Linked DNA regions of Zea mays: region 1 is linked to region 2. Evidence: chromatin contacts called from public Hi-C data. All regions are on one chromosome and are shown on one strand. The core of a region is the stretch at or near the end of the contact, and the rest is flanking DNA. Distances in the headings are between cores, read along the strand shown. Region 1 holds the start of LOC100193607. Region 2 holds the start of LOC100193883.

Region 1 (3,820 bases), core at 942-3,441, 140 kb before region 2:
CAGCTATGGGTGTGTTTGGCTGGTGTATGGGGTTTGCATCATATATCCAGGCTGAGGGAATGCAGACTGAGTGGAACCGTATTTCAGAAAAGGTGTTTGGTGAGGGGGTTGCATGAGCGGATGAAAAAAAACGAAGATGTTGTTTGGTTGCCTGCATGAGGCAGATGCAACCTCTCTAACCTGCAAGACTGACACGTGGGCCCATCACCTTTATACTGTACCCACTCAGCCTGGCTCGACAGTGAAGCTCGATTTTGGTGTATTCCACCAGCCTGTATGCACTCATGCAATTGTATCTGCTCATCCAGGCATGCAGCCAACCAAACAGACTTCAGACTTCTCGCTCAGCTTTATATGGCTCATCCATGCAGAATGAGTGGGGCAGACAAACGAAACACACCCTATGGCGTTCATCTTCCCATCATAGCAAAGGCCACTCTGCTTCCGCTCCCCAGTAGAGGTCCTCTTCATGTTCACATTCCCTTACCAGCGATTTCCCTAAATAGGCACCTCTTCCCTGCTCCCATACTTCATGGCTGACACCCCTCCACCACAATCAGAAATGCTACAAAATAATCGAGCTCTTGGCTGCCAGATTGAGCTACTCTCCAGTTGAGTGAAGGTCCTTGTCACCAGATTGACCTCCCCACCAACCACATCGAGCTTCAAGGAGTCGGATCAGGAGGTGCCACCATTACCTAGGTCAAGTCTCTAGTGTCTCTATCTACACCACAGCCAAATTCAGCGATCTTGTGGTGTCTGGCCCTTCACTGAGCTGTAGCACACCCCTGTGACCTTCATCTTATTTGGCTCCGTGTATAGTCCTGGTAAGGGGGTCAACACAACAGCCAAATGGAACCGGATGGAGACAAGAGAAAGTTCTTTTATTCCTTATTATTGCCACAGAAGGCATGCCTGTTACAGTGGTGAGAGCTGTCTCACTCAGTCACTAGGTCACGAGTTCGAAGCAGCCTCTCCGCATTTGCAGGGGGAGAGAGAGAGAGGTTTTTCCTCAGTTTATCCCTTCTCCATACCCCAACCATGTGGGAGCCTCCGGCAGTGGGTCTGCCCCTTATTTTTGTTGCGCAGTAAACCTACGTTGGACCATAAGGTTTTTTTACCTAAGATGTATTTTCACAATATTTATGGCTGGCAACAGACCTGCATTAATTGCTTATTAAGGTGTACTTTTCAAGTTTTCATTCACAATTGGTTGCCCTAATTAGCTGTATCAAAAAGGTGCATTATATCAAGGTCTCCTAGACTAGGTCCAATGCAAATGCCACAAGGGTTGCAAAATTAAAGTACAAAGTTGATTGTGTTAAGTCAAATTACTTAGAAATTCCACATGGCATTGTCAAAAGGTACAATCAAAACTAATAGTGCAATAGAGGATATAGAGGATAGCAAGAGCAAAAACATAACAAGAAATAGCCTCAGCAAGAACACTGTCACTGAAACATTTGCAAAAATCCACAAGTCAATTTATGTCTTGATCATAAATCAAAATATCCATAATTCTATGTCTGTATCAAAAGCAGTTCCAAACTTAACCATTTGGGATATTTACGCAACATACTACATCAAAAGATAGCTTGGAACGCTATAGTATTTCCTTTCTTAGTTGAAAGGAAGACGAATTGAAAAGAACCAAAAAGCTTACCTCTCCCAAACTTGCCATCAGAACACATCTGGTTAGAGCTTGACATATTGTCCACCTAACCTATATACGTGAGTTGAGCATACAAAGTCACGTTAGCAAGTTGTAAAAGTACAACAACAATCTCAAATCAGTAATTTGCTTCAAAAAAATATCGAATCCGTATTGATGCTTTTAAAAAAAGGACAAATCGGCCGGAATATCTAGTAGAGAGCACAAGTAACCATGTCTCTCAAATTCAATAGCCAGTGGCTGAAATTGGGCATCTTCCACCTGATCTAACCATATCCAACAACTTTACAGAACCCTAGCTGCCCAAATCGAATGCCACCGGAAACGGAGATAAGTTAGGGTTTGGGGCTTACCTTGGAGTGGACTGAAGCAAGAAGGACGTGTGAACGCTGGATTGGTGAGGGATTCGCCGGAGGGGGGTCTATGAAGGGAGTGCTGGTCGTGGACTTGTGGTGCGGGCGACAGCATACGGCGTGCAGCAAGGAGCCGTGAGCCGGGAGCGACTGCGACCAAGTCTCGTTCCCAGCGCGGCCGCGTGTGGCTGTGCGGGGTGTCGTGTGTGGATTGACTGATGTAGCTGAACTGAAGGCCCTAGTGGCAGTGTGCGTTGAATTGAATATCGAGCAGTCTCCCTATCTCATCCGTCGGTTTCACCTCTCAGTTACAAACTTCACCCTTCAATAAATACATCTATAATATAAAACAGTATTTTACACTCTTATTTACATATTATTATTAAAAATAGCCTAAAGCTCACATGTCACATCTTTTATAGAAACCAAAAATAGGTATCACGCCTCTCTAGTCACCAACAACAGTTAAGATAGCGTTACGCCAGAACTCGCGCTCTCTCTTAGAGTTTCAAACATATATACCATTATAAAAAATTAGTATTCTAATATACTAGCTAATTCATGATATCTGGCGCAACCCGCGCTCTCTCTCTCTCTCTTTGAGTTTCTCACATATATATCATTATAAAAATTTAGTATTCTAATATACCATTATAATTCATGATATCTGATGGTTGCTATTATTCAATTAGAGAATTTGGTCCGTGTCAATTACCTATGATAGTGCTTATACTGTACATTTGTATTGTCCTTTTACCCTTCTATAACTATCAAAATGGATTCATCGCCGATCGCGGTCCCTGTTATCTCATCGTCGGTCCTTGTTATTCTCATCGTCGATTCCTTCATCTTCCATGTTCTTCTTCGTGGCCGGTATGCTTCACAGTCGGCTCCTAAAGCGCCCAACGCCATCTCGAGCTCGCAAGTAAAGAAAGCCTAAGCAGGCAAGCGTGCATGGCAAAGGGAGCAACCAAACCCTTCCTGAGCATGCAAGGGTGAACCTTGCAGAGAGGGACAGCTAGCTTCTTTCCCTAAGCGTGTGGGAGAGGTAGCGAGGTAGCTAGGCGGCTAGCCATGTTGGTGTTGTTGTTGTTGTCCAACTTTCTGCTCTACTGTTTCTACCCTTCTGTCGACCACCACTGTGTCGGCACGTACTAGTACATCAGCCACCCGACGAGCGGCAACATCCTGTGCTGCCACGAGGGCCCCTTCGTCGAGCGTAGGACGATGGCTCAGAGCAGTAGACCGCTATCGTTGTAGGTGCGCCAACACCCGACGAGTGTGGCCACCGATGACGCCGGTTGTGGCGGTATCGTGGCGAGTCAATAAGGGTATTTTCATCTTCTCGAACGAGCCTTATACGCACGTAGATAATGGCACGGACCAGATTTTCTTACCGAACAATGGTAACCACCGAATATCACGAATTATAATTACATCTTTAAAATACTGAATTTTCATATTAGCATATATCTGGAAAAAAACTTTTTACATAGTTGCGCCAACAAGCAACTTTATTAGAATAACTTCAACATATACTTTGTTAGCTTGTTCACAGGACTTGTTCGAGAGGAGGGCACCTCCTCTACGGACCATAGCAATTTTTTGCTAGAAACTAACTTATCTATTAAATCATTCAACATGATTTCTCTAAAAATGTGAGTCGACTCCGACTAAAACAACCCTACCAAATGAGATATTAAAGGTGTATTTGGTTGAGTTATAGCTTTTAAAAAACCTATTGTGAGTCATGGATGTGGAAAAGCACATGTAGGTTATTGTAACACCCAAAATT
Region 2 (3,812 bases), core at 494-2,993:
TACTGTTCACCTATTTATAGACACGGGACACAGCCCTTACAAAATTACATTCATGCCCTTTACATCTGACAATAACTCTATAGTAATCTATTGAGGTCTGAATAGCCTTTTCATCTTTAAGTCGGTTCCACTCTCTGCTGTTACGCCGAAGCTTTCCTGCTCAACACCTTCGGCTCTGTATCAAGCTTCGTATTAGTCCGGTCTGCTGCAATGCCGATTTTAGTCTGAGGGTACCTGTTCACATATTGTACTACAGAAATACTGTTAAATCCTGTTTTTGAGGACCTTCGGACGCCGAAGGTCCCCAACAACTTGTATTTTGATACCGGAGGAATAAGATGAGTATAAAGACCGACCGAAAAAGGTCAAAGAAAGAACACGAATGATAGTGAAAACTTGAAAGTTTTATTTACACGGGCTCGTTTTGAAAGTTTTCTTCTGTTTCATGATAAAATGGAAATGGAATGGTAGCCCAAAAATGAAAAAAGTGAGCTCTTATCGCTTCTTCAGGTCGTTTCCAATATGTCCGAAAACGAAGACAGAATGACGGAATCGAGCCTTATCCAAACACAAGAATAAAGAGACCGCGTTGTAGCTTGTAGGTGAGAAAATATCTGGCACATTGTTCTCCTCAGTGGAATCGCTCTGACGTGCGGTTCTATCACTCAATGAAATCGCTCCGACGTGCGGTTCTTTCACTCCTGTCCCACCTGTCATGTTCGTCGGATTCACACATAATTATTCTCTGGTTTGGCTCGACTTATTAAGTTAATGAGTTATATACTTAGCTTAACTCATTTATGAGCTCGAACTAACTCGTTTAGCTCGTGAGACAGAGCAGAATAAATAATATATACATAATATTTAATTTCTAGTTAATTTTAAACTAATTTAACAATATAAAATAATATAAAATACTAATTATATTCATAGTTTCATAGAACACATTAGTGTTAAATTAATACAACTCATCACTTATCAATTCACAATTCACACACATATTTATCAGTTTAATTCATAGTTATATTCACGTAGACCAATTTAACGTATAAATATAGTTTATCAATCATTAGTTTAATTTATAGGTAATAAATACAACACAACATATAAATACAACATATAAATGATATGTATATAAATTTATTTTGCTAAAATGTACTAGTTTGTTTAGATTACGAGCTGGCTGGTTAATAATATCAGATTAACTCGAGTAAAAATTCAAATAAGCTAATCCTAGTCGAGACCAGCTTAGGCTATGCGCAGCGCATCCCGCCACACGCCCTCTCCCCTTCGTTTAGCGTGTGCAGAGCAACGCTACACGCTGCAGCGCTCACCGCTACCGCTGCTACAGTACAAGCGCAATGCACAGTGAACCGCCAGATGCAGGGTAACGCTAACGGCTCCTCTTGCGTATTTTTGTAACACGTGAGTATTTATTAGATAGAGAAAAATTGATAGTAAATGAAAAGTAGGTATAGGAAATGATATTTTATAGTTGTAGTGGGGTATAGGGGGAGAATATAGGGGGAACCGCTGCGGGAGATAAAAAAGTAGGGGATGAAATGTTGATGATGTGATGTAAAAAAGTGATATAGGGGGAAAAATTTAGGGGTAACCGTTGCAGACAGTCTTAGGTAGCCCAGCCCTATCGAGAAGCTGCCCCTTCCGCCTCTATATCTTCTTCTTGTCCTCCGCCTCCATTTCGCGTTCCCTTCGTTGCGTCTTGAAAGGGGAGAGAGAGAGAGAGAAGAGAGAGAGAAGAGAGAGAGAGAGAGAGGAGTGGGAGACCCGCGAGAGGCTGCCGTGTAGGGACCGTAGACTCAGCGACTGCGAAGGAGGGATAAGGGGATGGCCGGGATCGGACCGATCAGGCAGGACTGGGAGCCGGTCGTTGTGCGGAAGAAGGCACCCACCGCCGCCGCCAAGAAGGATGAGAAGGCCGTCAACGCCGCGCGCCGCGCCGGTGCGGAGATCGATACCATGAAGAAGTGTAAGTGGTTTCATAGATTTTGGTTGCTACCCCCCCTAACTCGATTTTGGAGGTCTTTTATCTTTCGGGTTTCGATTCATCCGTTTTGCAGCACAGCCGGGTTTGCTGTTCGGTGATGGGATTCGACGAATAGGGTTTCGTTCTTTTTTTTTCTATTCTTTGATTATGATGATGTTTTTTGTGCACTTTGGGGATTCTTCATCCTTCAGTCTGGTACGGTTTGAGGAAGAGTTGATCTCTTCTAATAGATCTCTTTGCTGCTTCCCTTTCTCTGATTCTGCTTGATCTGTGTTTTTCTGCAGACAACGCTGGTACGAACAAGGCGGCATCCAGCGGTACATCCCTCAACACCAAGCGCCTCGACGACGACACCGAAAACCTCGCCCGTGAGCAATCAGCTGTCTCGTACCATTTCTCATAACAATTACATCGATGCTTGTTTGCTTAGGATCCGAATACATAAATTTGGGCACTTGTAAAGGTGGATGTGATAAAATTATTTAGGAGATAATGTTCATGTTCACATGCCTTGCAGTTTATATTTTTCTCTTAACATATACACTTTATTAGCAGCACTGGCCAAAGTTTCTCTTCTTAAGATTAAGATGGGAAAGCATTGTCGTCGTGCATCCATCCATTGTTTCTTTGTTTTTGGTTATTACATTAAGTTATGGCAAAGCATGGATGTTTCATAAAATGATGTTTTCTTGGTAGGCCATTTGTTCGTACGCAGTCTGTGCATATGTTATATTTTTCTGATGACATTAATATAGAGCAACTCCAAGAGGTTAGGTATATGGTTTTGTAAAGGTAAATTTAGCTAATATTAGTAGAAAAGTGTATCCAATAGGCTCTGTAAACAACTCTTCAAATTTAGTGGCTCTCTATCCATCCACCTTCGCCCTCCATTTTTGGATAGCCTGCTTCACTTTCTATTCAGTTCGTAGGTTTACCAAATCTGTTGGATTAGCCTACACTTTTTCTGTAAAATCTATTTTAGATAGTAGCTAAATTAGTAAATTTGGCTAGTCTTTTTAGCTAATCTCTTGGAGTTGCTCTTAGAGGAGTGAGTTTTGAAGTATTGCTGTATTTGTGTTTTTAACAATTTTGCTTGTTGCATCAATCAATCTTCATAAGATTTTATACTTTCGACAAATGAGCTATTTGCACGCCATTATATAATATACTATGTGTTTATGTTAGTTGTTGAGTTTCTACTGAAAATGAATTACTAAGTGAACATGCCTTCAATAATGGGGTGTTTGGTTTGAGGAATGAGGTGGTCCATCTTCTCACTCCTCACTTTTTTTGTTTGGTTTGTGGAATAGAATGAGTTGATCCATCACCACCTCATTCTTCATAAGGTATATAATTAGTATATGCATGAGGAATGGGTTGATTCCACCAAAATTTATGGGATGAGCTCATGATGCATCACCTTATGAAGCATAGGTTGACTCACCAAAATTTATGGGATGAGCTCATGATGCATCACCTTATGAAACATAAGTTGACTCACAAACCAAACACACCATAAGTGTCTTGGTGAGTTCATTGAGGCTTCAATGGCAATATATTTGTTGTATAAGCATCTTGTCTGAGTGTGACTCTTTGTGGCTTGTTAGTGCACATGATAATTTTGTGACAATTACTGGATACGAGTTTGATGTGAAGTCAGTTTGTCCTCTGCAACCTGCATAGCATGATTCCTATGCATATGGAATATTATTGTAACTGAAATTCATACAGCAGATCAAAAGCATGCCACATTTGCGCTCATTGTACCCAGTGTCATTTTTTTGGACATGGTATGCATGGCAAG

Evidence for each region. Hi-C and Micro-C count contacts between places; a contact is called where the count stands out from the background.
Region 1: a Hi-C map of ear shows a contact between it and region 2, with 1.9 times the contacts expected there. The contact joins the promoter of LOC100193607 here to the promoter of LOC100193883 in region 2. A contact is called at or near these places in 3 of 25 Hi-C or Micro-C datasets (ear, endosperm and leaf) and 1 of 3 datasets of contacts at active chromatin or transcription factors (seedling).

The regions. Positions count from the first base shown.
Region 1 is chr1:225,635,041-225,638,860 of Zm-B73-REFERENCE-NAM-5.0, reverse strand. LOC100193607 reads right to left here and starts at 2,191. Exons shown (of 7, transcript NM_001138709.1): 1 at 2,026-2,191; 2 at 1,664-1,723. The coding sequence starts at 1,709.
Region 2 is chr1:225,497,365-225,501,176 of Zm-B73-REFERENCE-NAM-5.0, reverse strand. LOC100193883 reads left to right here and starts at 1,743. Exons shown (of 4, transcript NM_001154553.2): 1 at 1,743-1,990; 2 at 2,293-2,376. The coding sequence starts at 1,849.